Linked DNA regions of Zea mays: all the other regions are linked to region 4. The links are chromatin contacts, called in public Hi-C maps. All regions are on one chromosome and are shown on one strand. The core of a region is the stretch at or near the end of the contact, and the rest is flanking DNA. Distances in the headings are between cores, read along the strand shown.

Region 1 (3,669 bases), core at 336-2,835, 140 kb before region 4:
ACCAGTTTATCACCACACCATCCACGAGCCCATCGTGTCAGTGTCAACTACCCCCGGGCTCCCGGCTCGTGCATCGGTACACCAATACTGCTCGCAGGCGCACCAGGTCATCGGTCACCATCCACGAACCCATCGTGTCAGTGTCAACAGCTCCCGTTTTCGGGGTTCCCGGGTCCCGGTTCGCCGGCTCGCCGCCGTGTCGCGCTGCAGAGAAAAAAAAGACCCCGTCAAAATCACCGAAAAAATCTTGCGCGCATGTCGCTATGCTCCGCTCTCCGATTTTTTATTACATTTCAGCTCCTTTTCTTATTTTTTTTACATTTAGATCTCTGGACGATTTAATATCGTTTTTGATCTTTTAATTGACGTCATAACTCACAACGTTGAAGTAACACGTCTTGACGCCATGATCTATGACGCCGAGTGAAGGATACGCAGGACTCTAGACGTTGAGGTGGTGCATACGTGGCTGAGTTAGTGCGTACGTGGTCGAGCTTGACGTAGCTTGACGTCGTGACCTATGGCGCCGAGATCGCTGCCAAATAAAGCTTATGTTCTTTTTCGTCCTTTTGCTTTCAGTTACGTACATTATTTTGGTTGATTTTATTTTATTTTGGTCCGATTTATTTTTCCTATACTGCACTAACATTTTGTTGATATAAAAGACCATATTTGTAAGAAAAAAGAAAATACATTTTAAACAACGACATATACTAGTAGTTGCGGAGGTATCATACGTGTGCGCACTAGGATGCATGTGCTAACAAAAAGGAACGACAAGGAGTGTAAGTTAGTTTCAATACAGGGGCAAATTTAGAGAGGTTCACGGGATCAGCGGATCCCGAGGAATTTTATAAATCCTAGCAAAACACTGTTAAAGTTTATAAAAATTTGTATAATATAGTAAAGTCGTTTTTATGACCTCTACAATATTTTTAGCTAGATTTGTTACTGTTTGAATAGATTTCGTTATTAAGCAGAGCTCCCGAGTTCCAACCGAGTCAATGCCGCTCATATGGCAGCGAGTTTGTACGTGACCGCTCAACATCAGAGTCTGACACATCTGGTACCTCGACGCTATAGACTATAGCGTCGAGTAAGACTAGCTCTAATAGACCATGTAAATGGCCAACCAAAGCTAATTTGTCTCTTCATGTTATGCTACACGTTTCCAAAAGGGGAGCCATCCTAGCCAGGCAAAATGATATTAAGGAGAGAGAAAAGCGAATTTAGATGGTGCGATGGAAACCAGACATTTTTTCTTGTGCCTCTGATATCTGGTCCCATGTTTGTCTCTTATCATTCACTACTCTCCATTCAGCTATTTTACCTTCTTTGTTGGAAACAAGAGGACATGTATTTCTTCATACACAGGGTAAAAAACTTTTTGCCTGCCCATTTTACCTGTCGGCTGTTGGAGCCAGCCTAAATGGTAAAAACGACATTAAATAATATATAATCTAAATGTGATTTTTTTTAAGAAAAGGACTAAAATAAAAAAAAATCGGCTCCGCTCCGCACCAGCCGCGCATGTTGACTTCAGCGAACGCTGCATTTTTCACCGCTATGCTTCAGTTTGAGCCCCCTTGCCCCTTCTTTGCTTGGGCAGGCAAGCCAGAGCCAGCCGCGTGAAAGACACCGAGCGCAGACAGGTTGGAGTTGGACATAACCTCTCCCTCTCCTCGGCGCCTCAGCCGGGCATGGCGTGCGGCGGCAGGGGCGGCACGGGGTGGTCCTCTCTGCCGGCGGACCTGCTGCTCAGCATATTCGCCCTCCTCCCTGCCGACGCTCACCGCGTCCGTTTCCGCGCCGTCTGCGCGGACTGGGGCGCCGCCGCCGCCGCGTGGCGCCCGCGCCCTTGGCTCGTCGGCTCCCGCACCGACCGCTCCGGCCAGGGCGCCAGCGAAATTTCGTCATTCTGGCTCGCCCCCAGCGTCGCCCTCCTGCCCTTCGCCGCGAACGTGCCATCGGGGCTGGAGTACCTCTCCTCGTCCCACGGCTACCTCGCGCTCTCGGACCCGAGGATCAGCCCCAAGGTCATCCTCCTCCTCAACCCCTTGACAGGCAGGCGCGTCCGCCTCCCGCCCATCGGCTTCTTCAAGAAGTGGCTCGACTTGACCACCATCGTGCTGTCGGGCGACCCCGCCACGGCCACCGAGTGGGCCGCGGTGGCCGTCGGGTTCCCGACGACCTGCCTCGCGTACTACAGCTCCGTCACTGGGGCGTGGACGCGGCTCGATTTCAGCGTGACCGGCTACGCCGCTGTCGAGCACTACAGGGGGCGGTTCTATGTGGCCTTCAAGTCCTCGATCTGCATCTGCGAGGTCGACGGGGACGCGCCCGCGGTCATCCCACTCGAGCACGTCGACGCGAACGGCGACGCCGTCGTCTCGGACAACGACAAGCTCCCTGGCGAAGGGAGGCGCGTCGTCGAGACGCACCTGGTGGAGTGTGACCGCCAGCTGCTCCTCGTCTCGGTGCACGACGACGTCATGTACAACTCGGACGACGACATGGCGGGCGTGGACGACGGGGGCATCAAGATCGGCAGCGGGTTCGCGCGTGCGGTGGAGGTGCACAGGGTGGATTGGCTCGGGGATAGGACGGTGCGGCTGGTGCGCGTGGTGGACCTCGGATGGAACAGTCTGTTCCTGGGGCGGAATCGCGCGTTCGCGCTCTCGCGGGCGGAGTTCCCCTGGTACCGCGCTCGCGTCAATCGCATCTACCTCGTCGACCGTGGCCACCCGGACGGGGTCGTCAGGGTGTTGGGCATGGAAAGACAGCGGGGGCGCCACCTGGAGATCTTGACCATCAAACCTGACGACGGCCGGCGAGAATCGGCCGGGTGGGCGCGCCGTGGATGGTTCTTCCCCAACTACTAGCCACTGTGGTCATTTTGTCTCTATGGGTGTTTTTTTCATAGCCGCCTAAGCCTGGATAGCTAAACCGTGGTTTCGGCAATGCAAGTTACACTTGTTTGATTGCATTAGCTAGGAAGTATTTGTTCCAAGTTTCTTCCTTCTTTGTAAGTCATCAACACATCCTTAAAATCAACATCCGAAGTATAGTGTTCTTTCATGGTTTTCAAGCCAAAAAAATTGAAATCAAGTTGTGAAAGCATGATGCAACATTTTGTCGGTGTTTCGAGTGATGCATGTTTTAGGTCCGGATAGTATGCAAGTAGGATGCAATGATTATACTGGTTCGGATGGAATGTCCATACTTAAGTCCGCCGTGGTGGCCGTGTTGTCTTGCGTTATGTTCCCTTTTCCCTCTTCGGCTACCAGCCCTCCCTTTTATAGCTTAAGGGTAGGTTTGCTTACATTTGTTCCTCCCTAGAGGAGAGAATGGAAAAAGATAAGTAAAATTCATGAAAAGGCTTAAAGTGCTTCACTTCGGTCAATAACATCTTCTCATGTTGTTCATTGATCTCGTAATCTTGTACTTGTTGACTTATCCTGGTCAAGGCATGACGTGTGTGCGAGCGCGGTGATCTGTATCGTTGAATGTCTTTGGTTCTGATGGGGGACCATGCCAGGGTTAGTAAAACAGAGTTGCCCATAGTGATGGTGCATGTCTCTGGAGTGGGCTCATACGATGTAGACTACATTCGTACCCTAGTCTCGCCGATCTCTCATACCTCACAGATCGTCCGTAGCGTCTTTATCG
Region 2 (3,181 bases), core at 86-2,585, 170 kb after region 4:
GTTTCCTTGTTTATTGGAGTGTTGCATTGCTTAGTTACTAACTTTATTTGACAGCGTGATGTACATCTTTGTCTGCTTCCACTTGATGGACAAACGGCACCAAATCTGGAGAAGTCATATCTGTGTTGCGGCCCAACTCTGTCCATCAAACAACTTTGTCAGGTCAGTACTTGTTGAAACACTTGTGTCCATCGTCAGAAATCAGAACTTACAGACGAATGTCTCTGTGTAGTTTGTCGCCAGTCAGACATCTCACAAAGATGAAGAAGTTGAGATGTATGCGCTGAAGCCTTCTTGTAGCAAGCCTGTCAGCACTAATACATGCGGTCCTGACAAAGCAAGGCTCGCAGGGGAGGAACGCCTTTCAGACTTGCGCTCCTCGTTCACATTTCCTAATGGGGTTCTGGTGAGATCAAACACTTAGATTATCTGATTAGACCCGTTCACGTTTATTCTAAATGTTATACTCTTCATTTCAGGAGCTGGTGTATGCCATAAAAGTGGCTAACTAGATGCTGAGTGAAGGCCCATTAGTTCAAATGGAAGTGTTTTTTGTTTATACATATCTTCATCGTGATCCCTTGACGAAATGACAGGTTTGGGCTCTTGAATACAACTTGGAAGGAAAAAAAACGTTGGGGGAGACTAGTTGTTGTATAATTAGCTTGTGAGATGTGAGATAAATGTGCGTACGTTGTCAACGAATAGTTTCAGAAGAGTCAGATTGGCTTCCACAGTTCACCTCGCTGCAACCCAAAATCTGGTCTCCACTGCCGGCATTTGGGGGAATTTCTCGGTTGGGTGAAGGCTGAGTTATTTCCTCGAGTGGTCAAGTTGTTTTACTTCCACAGTTCACCAGTTTCAGCTTTTGTAATTCATCGGTTCATATTCTTCAGGCGGCAGCCAGTCCGTGCTGCGAACGACTTCCCAGATACATGTAACATAAATCTTATAAAAAATATATATGTAACAGAAATTACTTTTTTTGTCGTTTCTTTGTACGGCACAAGGACAGTCGTATTTAACCTTGAGCTGGTTATACCAGAGTGTTACTATTTTATTATATCTGTACTTATACAAACTACAAGGCAATGTATTCTTCCTTTGCGAATGTTGTTAGCAGGCAGTTTCTTCCACACAAAAAAGGTCGAGTCAACAATTTTAGAAAACAACGCCGCTACGCCCTTGAGAAACTCGCATTTTGCACTGTTTAAAACTGTGAGATGCTAGGCATTACTTCTAGTTAAAGGATACACGCTGGTGCTGCCCTGAGAGTGTTTCACGCGATCTCAGCGTCTTACGCACCGACGCGTGCGTGTGTGGTACCGTCTACACAGCGTTTCGTGCAGTTGGAGCCACGTCCACCACTGACCTGTCTACCTGTCTCCTCCACCGGCGACCCGTCTTCTCCCAGCGACCCGTCTTCTTCGCGTCTGCGACACGGGCTCCGACGGGAACGCGCCGGCGTCCGCGCTTGAGGACGGCTGTCGTGCCTGCGGGATAGGGGATCGCTTCGTCCACACGTGCCCCGACAGTCGTGCCGCGATATGGACGGCTCGGACCTGGGCCTCTGCGACACGGCCTCCCACGGCGACGCGCCGGCGTCCGCGCCTGAGGACGGCCGTCGTGCCTGCGAGAGAGGAGCTGGCTTCGTCCACGCCTGCCCCGGGAGTCGTGTCGCGACCTGGACGGCTCCGACCGGGTCTTCCACGAACGGCGCGGCGGCCGGATCTGCGACGGAGCGGCACGGGCCAAGGACGGCGGGGGCTTGCGGCCGGCGCTTCGCCGTTAGCCAGGTGAGTGCGCCGCCTCGCCTTCTCCAAAAGCGCACGCACCGGGGTACAACGCGTTGGCAACTGTAGATCTACGATTTTCGAAAATCGCCGTTAGCGAGGCCATTGCGCCGCTGTAAATCTCCTGTGGAGGTCGTCACGCGTCGCTGTGCTCCGGTGCCTCTGCCCATGACGTTAGGTGAGGGTTGTTCACCGTATTTTAAAATCCCACAAATATGGAGCCCCTTCGCTGTTCTTCCGTCCCGTCGCCTGTGCTTTATCAACAGTGCAGCCTCACTGTTCTCGTGTCCTTCACCATAGCGCCCATCCCGCAGCTTTCTGCTACATATATGGAGCCCCTACGCTGGTGTTTTCCTCTTTCCGTCGGCCTGGTACCCGGCGGAAGCGCCTTTCTCCTCGTCGACTCCGTCGTTCTCATCGTCCGTTCCTTTCTTCTGATGCTAATTTCTCTTGTGTTGGTTCTTGGTCGTCTCTTGATTGCGTCATGTGTGTTAGCTCATAGGAACTGTTGTTCTTGTAGATCTGCTACGTAGCAGCAGGGCAGACACGCGCAAGTCCTCAGGCTCTCCTCTCGGTCTCTTCTGCAGCTATTCGAGGTGAGCGGCTCCTTCCACCATCCCTCTCTTGGTTATGTTGATTTGGTGTCCATGGATACACTGTCTGCATTTTTAGATAGTTGTTGATTAGATGTCCTTATGTCCACCATCCCTCTTCTGCAGCGTTGATTAGATGTCCTTATGTCCCACATTAGTTTCTTGGAACTCTACTTTTTTGGGGACAAACAGAGTGGTGTCTTGATTCATTTTGTCCTGCACATTTTACAGCTACTTTCTCTTCTATTTGCATGCGTAGATAGTTGTTTCCCATTTCGCTTGATACAGACATGGATACAGGCATACAGTCCTCTCTTTGTTATTATGTTGATTTGGTGTCCATGGATAGGCTGTCTGCATTTTTTCAGAATAGGTGTGGTCATGTGGCACTTGCTTAGATGTTACTATGTCCCGCAACAGTTTCTTGGAACTATACTTTTTTGGGGAGAAACAGAGTGGTGTCGTGATTCATTTTGCCCTACACATTTTACAGCTACTTTGTCTTAGTACAGACTTACTTAGAATATGTTGTCTCCCTTCCCTAGCTTGAAGGAGTGCTTTCTCCATCACAGGTAGAGTTATCCCAACTACCTGCCACAGTGCAAGAACCAGACAGATTTAACCAATGTAGCAAAGCCTCCTAATAGCAAAAATGCATGACAAATACTTCCAAATCTATATCGTCATTACAACCTTAATGTCCATCTGAAATGCAGATATGCCACTTTCATTACCAGCAATCTGCAACAAGGGCTTACAGATAAGAAATCTGAGCTTTGAACAGAACAACATATA
Region 3 (3,274 bases), core at 748-3,247, 250 kb before region 4:
ACTCTTAACTTTTCATGACCATATTTACATCATCAATTCATCATGCAATTGTTATGGAACCTCTCCGGTTTGTGTGATGGAGGACCATTAAATTCTTTTTTAGAAAAACAAAGACAAATATGTGCAGTTATTTTAGTTGAATATTGAGATAGCAAATAAGATTTGTTTGGACACAATAAAAAAGACCCAGCGCAAGGTGATCCAATAACTATATTCATATTTATGTAGAACTGATATAACAATCAGGACAGCTCACAACGAACAGGACCCCAAAAAATATTGAATCCACTCACATTAGAGTTACTATGAGAAAAATACCTCCAACCACACAAAAGGGTGCAGTCATGAAGCAGCGCTGTTCTTGTAATTTCATGCAAAGGCTTGATTACATCTTCCTATGACAGCGAAAATGCTAGATTTTTAAGTTGAGATGCTTCAAAGTGATTATACTTTGGGAAAGCAGGTATGTTGGTTAAGTGACTGAAACTTACAACATCAACATGGCACAAGATGACACGCAGCCTGAAATTCTTCTGCAGCTCTCTTATCCGATAGTACAAGTAGTCTGGATGTAGAAGATGGTACCTGATACTGCATCCATAACAACAGAAACTGAACGGTAAAAACCACAGTACAACAGAACCACAACAAACACACTCTGTGGCACCATTTGCCCTAATACTAATCAACATTGATAATTGCTACAGCACAGTACAGCTCAGAGAAGTAAAACCAGATAGTTTTTGCTCACAACAAAAGAATACCTCATGACACTGTCTAATAATATACAGGCATGAAAATGATGTCTCCTGGTAGATTTCACATTCAACTAATCTACACAAGTCCAATTCAGGATTTCTAAAGACTATCACTGAAGACACGATAAGCCCAATAGTTCTCTAAACAACTCTGTAAATCTTAACTTTAAGAAGTAAATAGAAAAACGCTTCTCCAATAGTTCTTCAAATGGACTTGCTAAATTAGTTACTTGTTATCCAACCTCATTTACTCTCCAGATTTGGCAACTCCATAGCAACTCCCTAAATGTAGTTGTCTTCAATTTCTTTACAACTACGTGTTCATTTTTTTTATTTCCCGCATAGCGAGGTAGCCAAGTCTAGCGTGGTCTTTTTTTCATTTTCCGTGTAGCGAGACCGCCAGGTTTGACGTGCGTGACACAACTATTGTCTAAATATGAGGAATTGTTGGAGACCAAGCTATTTTTTTTACTCCCAATAACTATTTAGCAATTTGTTAAACATAGGTTTAGGAAGCTTTTTTCTAAAGAACTATTGGAGTTGCTCTAACCTTAAGTACAAGGCACATGACGATTGCCCAAGCACATAGTCCGGCACGACATCGGCGAACGTCCATCTAGCATTCCTAATGTGCTTCAGCAGAGGGTTTCCTCTCTGTCGAACAAGAATGAATAAAAAAGACACGAAATTTGCTTTAGAACAAGGGGACAAGAACCTCAAAGAGGTCAAAAGTGTCATGGTGCCACAAACCACGCCCCAGTACCTGCCTATGACTGACGAGAATGGAGTTCTTGCTTTGGGGAGTCGGCGCTGAGGGGCTAGCTTGAGTCGGCCTGCGCCAGCAAACCTGGCACGTCAGAGTCGAGGCCGGCGTCGCAGGTACTGAGAAGAGGGAGAGAGGGAGGACAGTATAGGTACCTCGGGGTGGTGGTGGGCTGGGGAGGCGGCGGCGGCGGAGGTGAGTAGAACTCGGAGGACTTGAGGAAAGAAAAAGCCTGCGAGAATGATCCCGAGGACGACGACGAGGATGAAGCGGCGGCGGCGGCGGAGGTGGCTACAGGAGGGTTGTAGGATGGCGGCTTCGAGGAAGAGGTGGAGGCGCCGGTGCCGAAGACCTCCTGATAGGACGGGATCTTGATGAGGTTCTTACCGGGCTGCGACTCCGGCGGCGCCTGCTGCTCTCTTCCCCCGTCCATGGCAGCGCGGGAGACCCAGAGGCGTGGCCGTATGGGGGACGGACGGACGCGGAGTCAGTGGCGACACGCTGCACCTGCACGGAACCCATGGGGGCCGCCGGGCCTGTCTGCCCGGAGATGTGCGAGTAGCAGTTGCGGAGGGGATGCCATGTTTGGGCCAAATCCATGGGCCTGATTTGGACCAAGAGGCCGTTTCGTAGAGATTCACCGTCGGCTTGAGAAACTGTTTTACTCGCTTTTGTACCAAACAGCTCACAAGCAGGGAATAATTTCTCGGACGAATTTTAACGAAATTCGGAAAATTTTCTCGTTCTCAGTGCTGATCGGGATTCAAATTTCTAAGAATTTCGTTTAAAGTTTTGAAAAATATAAAAATCATAAAAATATGATAAAAACTAGATGTTTTTCTAAGTATTTTGATATATCTCATATTGCAAAAAACACATCAGATCGTAAACTCATTGGCAGTTTGGCACAGAGATGGAAATTTAACTCTTAAAACCCCAAACACTACGACTGCGAGTATAGATAAAGATTTTGACCTACGAATGCACTCGGACCCGACCCGAAGTTTCGTAAGTGTGGGTGTAGATTTTTATTTGAACACGTGAGTGACCTACCTCTGACCCAAAATTTGGTTTATTTTTATTTTGCGCAAAAATGATTAAGATACAATAGTACTTATTTTAAATAAATAACTTGACCAATGATTCATGGAATATTTTGTTGTTGTTCAACGTGAGAAGACTTAAAATCCCTAGATATAACTCAATTATTGTTGACACTTAATTGTTTATTGTTGAATTATCATTTAAAAGTGTACAATGAGTAAAAAACTCGCGAGTAACCCAACATGTTCAGGTGAGGGTTTGGAATGACACCCATGGTGCGATTGCAGACGAGTTTAGGTAAACTTCTTGGGTGTGATCGCTGAAGGGTTTTTAATCCATCCGACTCAAATCTGACCCGTTACCATTTCTAATTAGCAGATCCGTTAACTCATTTACATCACCCAACCCATCCTCTTGTCATCACAAGCCGCTCTACTCATTCCCCTTTGCTCCCAAACCATGTCCAGTCAGGGGCGGACCCAGGCCCATGGCCGCCTGGGCCACGGCCCGGGGCGCAGGTCCAAAACATTTTTAGAAGAGCTCGTGTTCGAGTCTAGCTGGACTGTGCTGAAGAGCTGCAAACTTACATCTGTTGTCGCGCCGTCTCTGCCGGTCTGTCCTCTGTCCTCTCGCCTCACTGAGTCATAGTTATATGTATGTATATCCATCCGACACAGTGCAAGCTTCACAAGCACAGGATAACAAACAT
Region 4 (3,362 bases), core at 148-2,647:
TCTTTCAAAGGAATTATTTGGGACTTAACGTACACGGTCGCACCGTAGACCACGTCTAAAAAGTCCCTATAGAAATTACGATTTATAGTCCCTCCTAACACCAAGACCTTCTAGCAAGGCCTCCAACACCTCCTCTTTGCCCTCTGAGGCGGTGCACCCTCGTGGATAACGAGGGGAACTAAGGAGATGTTGCCTAAGAAGTCCTCAAACTCTCCTAAGTATCTTCAGTATTTGAAGAGCCCCTTGAGCTAAAAAATTATAAATACTCCTTGGAGTCCAATGACGGACTCTGACAATCTAGCGACGTCACACAAACAACGACATCTAAAGGCCACAATGGTGCCAACGAAGTATTCACTTGTTGTCTTGCCTAAAAATACACATAATAAATATGCACGTGAAGGGCATCCAATAGACATAAGTCAAAAAACGTACTTGCTCTAGCTCCCCCAAGCGACCGCTCGCTTACAACGTTCGAGCCTAAGACCCCCCCCCCACACACACATGCGATCTGTTTTCAATGGGTTGGAGCTGGCGAGGCTAGGTTTGGTGTACACACTTCAATCTATAATGTAGCCGTTGGGCACAAGACAATCAAGGTGGTCACAACCTTCGTAGGCTAGCGTACCAAAACTACCCTAGTACACCACGAGAGCAGCAATGGTCACCAGGCCCTTGATGACGTCAAGAAGGTGTCCAATTCTACCCGCAACTAGGTGTCCGAAGAGGTCATCACCTTCAAGGTCCAGAGGCACAACATGTCGAGTCCGAAGACCCAAATGACACATTGTCATCCCTAGTTTTGAGAGTTCGAAGATCTAAATGACACAACATTTTAAGTACAAAACAAACTCACATTTAAACCCGCACACTATAGGATCCCGCAGGCACGCGGGTAAAATGTGACCGTAGGTAAAATATGCCATTTGCTATCTCTAATTTTGAGAATTTAAAGATATAAGACTACAAGTAACACAATATGCTAAATTCTAGGACCGTATTTTACTTTTTAAGGGTATATATAGTGGAGGGACACTAAAATTGTTCTCCAAGCACAAGAGACAACTAAGAGACTCTATTATATAATAGAATGTCTATAAATGTAGTTTATTAATAAATATAGAAGTAAATGTGTTTGTACAACATCAGATCGATAGAACAAACGACGAATTCATATAGAATGAAGTGAGACGTATGTTGCTGCTTGGGTTACCATCAAAAGCCATCTCTTCGTGAAGAGTCGGTGCCACGATTTTTTTGCAATTAAACAACTTAAGAGACTTTACGTTAAACATCACTATACATGCCCTAATTACAATTGCAACAGTATCATCCGATTGAATCTACTTTTTAAGCAGTAGAGGACAGAACAGAACAGGACCCGGCCCTTCCTCGTTCCTTCGTTTCTCCTCCCCGCATTTGCTGGTCGCTGTCATACGACGGCGCCGGAATTCCGGTGGGACAGGGCCATCCTCTCCGCTTGTCCCCCAGTTCTGCATTTCCCTCTTCGCAGACATTCGAGTTGGGCCTGCCGCCAGTTCTTCAGATGGCCGGAGCGGGCGACGCGGCCAAGGAGTACGTCGCCGGATCCGCCGCCGGCGTCGCTCAGGTCGTAGTCGGCCACCCGTTCGACACGGTCAAGGTATATTTCTCTCTCCTCTTCGATATTGGCTTCTTATGCTCCGCTCTCCCGCAATTTTTATCTGCGTTCTTGGTTGGTCTTGTTTCAGGCTTTCAGCCATGTTAGGTCCAAACGACGAGGTTTAATCAGCACATAGATATCCTACACTGCCTTTTTTGGAGTTCCTTTCAATTGAAATCAGAAGACCAACAGTAGGTTACAACGCAGAGTAGAAGTCCAACAGCCCCAGCCCCCGCCGGAACAGGGTACCATTCACCTTAGGGCATGTACAGTGGAGAAACACCAAAACGGTTCTCCAAGCACAGGAGACAACTAAGAGACTCTATTGTACAATGGAGTGTCTATAAACGTAGTCTATTAATAAATACAGAATTAAATGTATTTGTATAGCATCAGATCGATATAACAGACGACAAATTCGTATAGTGGGAAGTGAGGCGTCTGTTGCTACTTGGTTTACGAGCCAGAGGCGTCTCTTCACGGAGAGACGGCTCTAAGATTTTTTTGCAAATAACCCCCTTAAACACCTTAAGAGACTCCACATTAAACACCACTGTACATGCCCTTACAGCAACCAGACACTGAAACAGAAAACCGAGCCTTCGGCATCAAAACCATAAGACCGACCACGCTGTAAAGACCTACAGACTCGACCTGCGAGGGGTAAGACAGCCCCCGGGCATTGAATTAAGAAGAAGACCTTCTCACACAGGTCGAGAAAACCCCCGAACCCCTGCCCCACCCATACACAGCGGCATCAAAGCCCATGTGAGAACGACCACGACCGGGGCTGAGCCTTAGACCTGTGCTTTGGCATGGGACAGACGAGGGGATTTTTTTAACCACAGCCTGAAATTCGCTCCCACGGGGAGTCGAACCCAGGACCTGAGGAGTGCTACTCAGACCACCTAACCAACTCAGCTAGAGGTCCTTTCGCTAAAGACCTACAGACCAACCAAGCAAACTACTACACGAACTCCAACGAGGCGTTCAAAGATCTCCACCAGGTTGCCGAAACCTTCTCTTGCTCAGTCAACAAAGCATCAGAGGTCTTGCTCCAACTAGCATCATCTTCAGTGTCTCCCCTGTGAATTTTTAGACAGTGCTATGGGTTACATTGGGTAACCACAGAACCATCCTTGTCGATGCCTTGATCTTGCTCATATAAACCTTCAGCATCTCTTTTTTGTCTGCGGCGCACAGAACTATCCAATTCTGTAAAAGCCCAAGAATCCTGAAAAGCAGCATTTCCATGCTTCTCCAACCAGTATTCTGAAAACAAAGATCATTTCTAAGTTTCCATATAGACCAAAGAACAGTAGAAGTAATAATATTCAATAATCCATGTTTTTTGTTACTAAGCCTAAATTTCCCGATCTCAACTATACTTTCTCACACTTTGATCCCAACAATTTCTTAGATCAAAACCCAGCGTTGCTTAGCCACTACACAGTCAAAAAAACACATGTTGAACAGATTCCTTATCTGCACAAAACATACAACCTTCATCCTCTACCTTTCTCCTTTTGGCCAAGGCATCCCTAGCTAAAACTCTATTATGAGTTAAAGAAATGAACTCTAGGGGGGATTTAATACTCCAAATAGCAGATACATGAACTGGTTTGATCCCCTTAAGTTATTATCTTGTACAAGGATTGTGATTATTATAACCCCGAAGAGGTAAATAGCCAGATCATCTCATCTTCATTAACTAACTGAA

Evidence for each region. Hi-C and Micro-C count contacts between places; a contact is called where the count stands out from the background.
Region 1: a contact with region 4 is called in a Hi-C map of endosperm, with 2.7 times the contacts expected there. The contact joins the promoter of LOC100192470 here to the promoter of LOC100191316 in region 4. A contact is called at or near these places in 7 of 25 Hi-C or Micro-C datasets (bundle sheath, ear, endosperm and 2 more).
Region 2: a Hi-C map of ear shows a contact between it and region 4, with 2.3 times the contacts expected there. The contact joins the promoter of LOC103643361 here to the promoter of LOC100191316 in region 4. A contact is called at or near these places in 3 of 25 Hi-C or Micro-C datasets (ear, root tip and tassel).
Region 3: a contact with region 4 is called in a Hi-C map of leaf mesophyll, with 4 times the contacts expected there. The contact joins the promoter of LOC100192592 here to the promoter of LOC100191316 in region 4. A contact is called at or near these places in 2 of 25 Hi-C or Micro-C datasets (leaf mesophyll and tassel).

Annotation. Positions count from the first base shown.
Region 1 is chr1:228,221,169-228,224,837 of Zm-B73-REFERENCE-NAM-5.0, reverse strand. LOC100192470 reads left to right here and starts at 1,585. Exons shown (of 1, transcript NM_001137690.2): 1 at 1,585-3,129. The coding sequence starts at 1,701. The coding sequence ends at 2,882.
Region 2 is chr1:227,906,538-227,909,718 of Zm-B73-REFERENCE-NAM-5.0, reverse strand. It overlaps LOC103643361 (replication protein A 70 kDa DNA-binding subunit B), which reads left to right and starts at 1,335. Exons shown (of 17, transcript XM_020546721.3): 1 at 1,335-1,796; 2 at 2,314-2,389. It overlaps LOC103645322 (putative E3 ubiquitin-protein ligase RING1a), which reads left to right. Exons shown (of 12, transcript XM_008668396.2): 10 at 55-162; 11 at 233-406; 12 at 480-1,111. The coding sequence ends at 512. LOC103643360 (probable polyribonucleotide nucleotidyltransferase 1, chloroplastic) reads right to left here. Exons shown (of 3, transcript XM_020546723.1): 2 at 3,080-3,127; 3 at 2,840-2,977. The coding sequence ends at 2,855.
Region 3 is chr1:228,323,997-228,327,270 of Zm-B73-REFERENCE-NAM-5.0, reverse strand. It overlaps LOC100192592 (DNA excision repair protein ERCC-1), which reads right to left and starts at 1,997. Exons shown (of 9, transcript NM_001137807.1): 1 at 1,677-1,997; 2 at 1,522-1,591; 3 at 1,309-1,412; 4 at 492-591; 5 at 319-395. The coding sequence starts at 1,954.
Region 4 is chr1:228,077,874-228,081,235 of Zm-B73-REFERENCE-NAM-5.0, reverse strand. It overlaps LOC100191316 (Mitochondrial arginine transporter BAC1), which reads left to right and starts at 1,397. Exons shown (of 8, transcript NM_001279970.1): 1 at 1,397-1,642.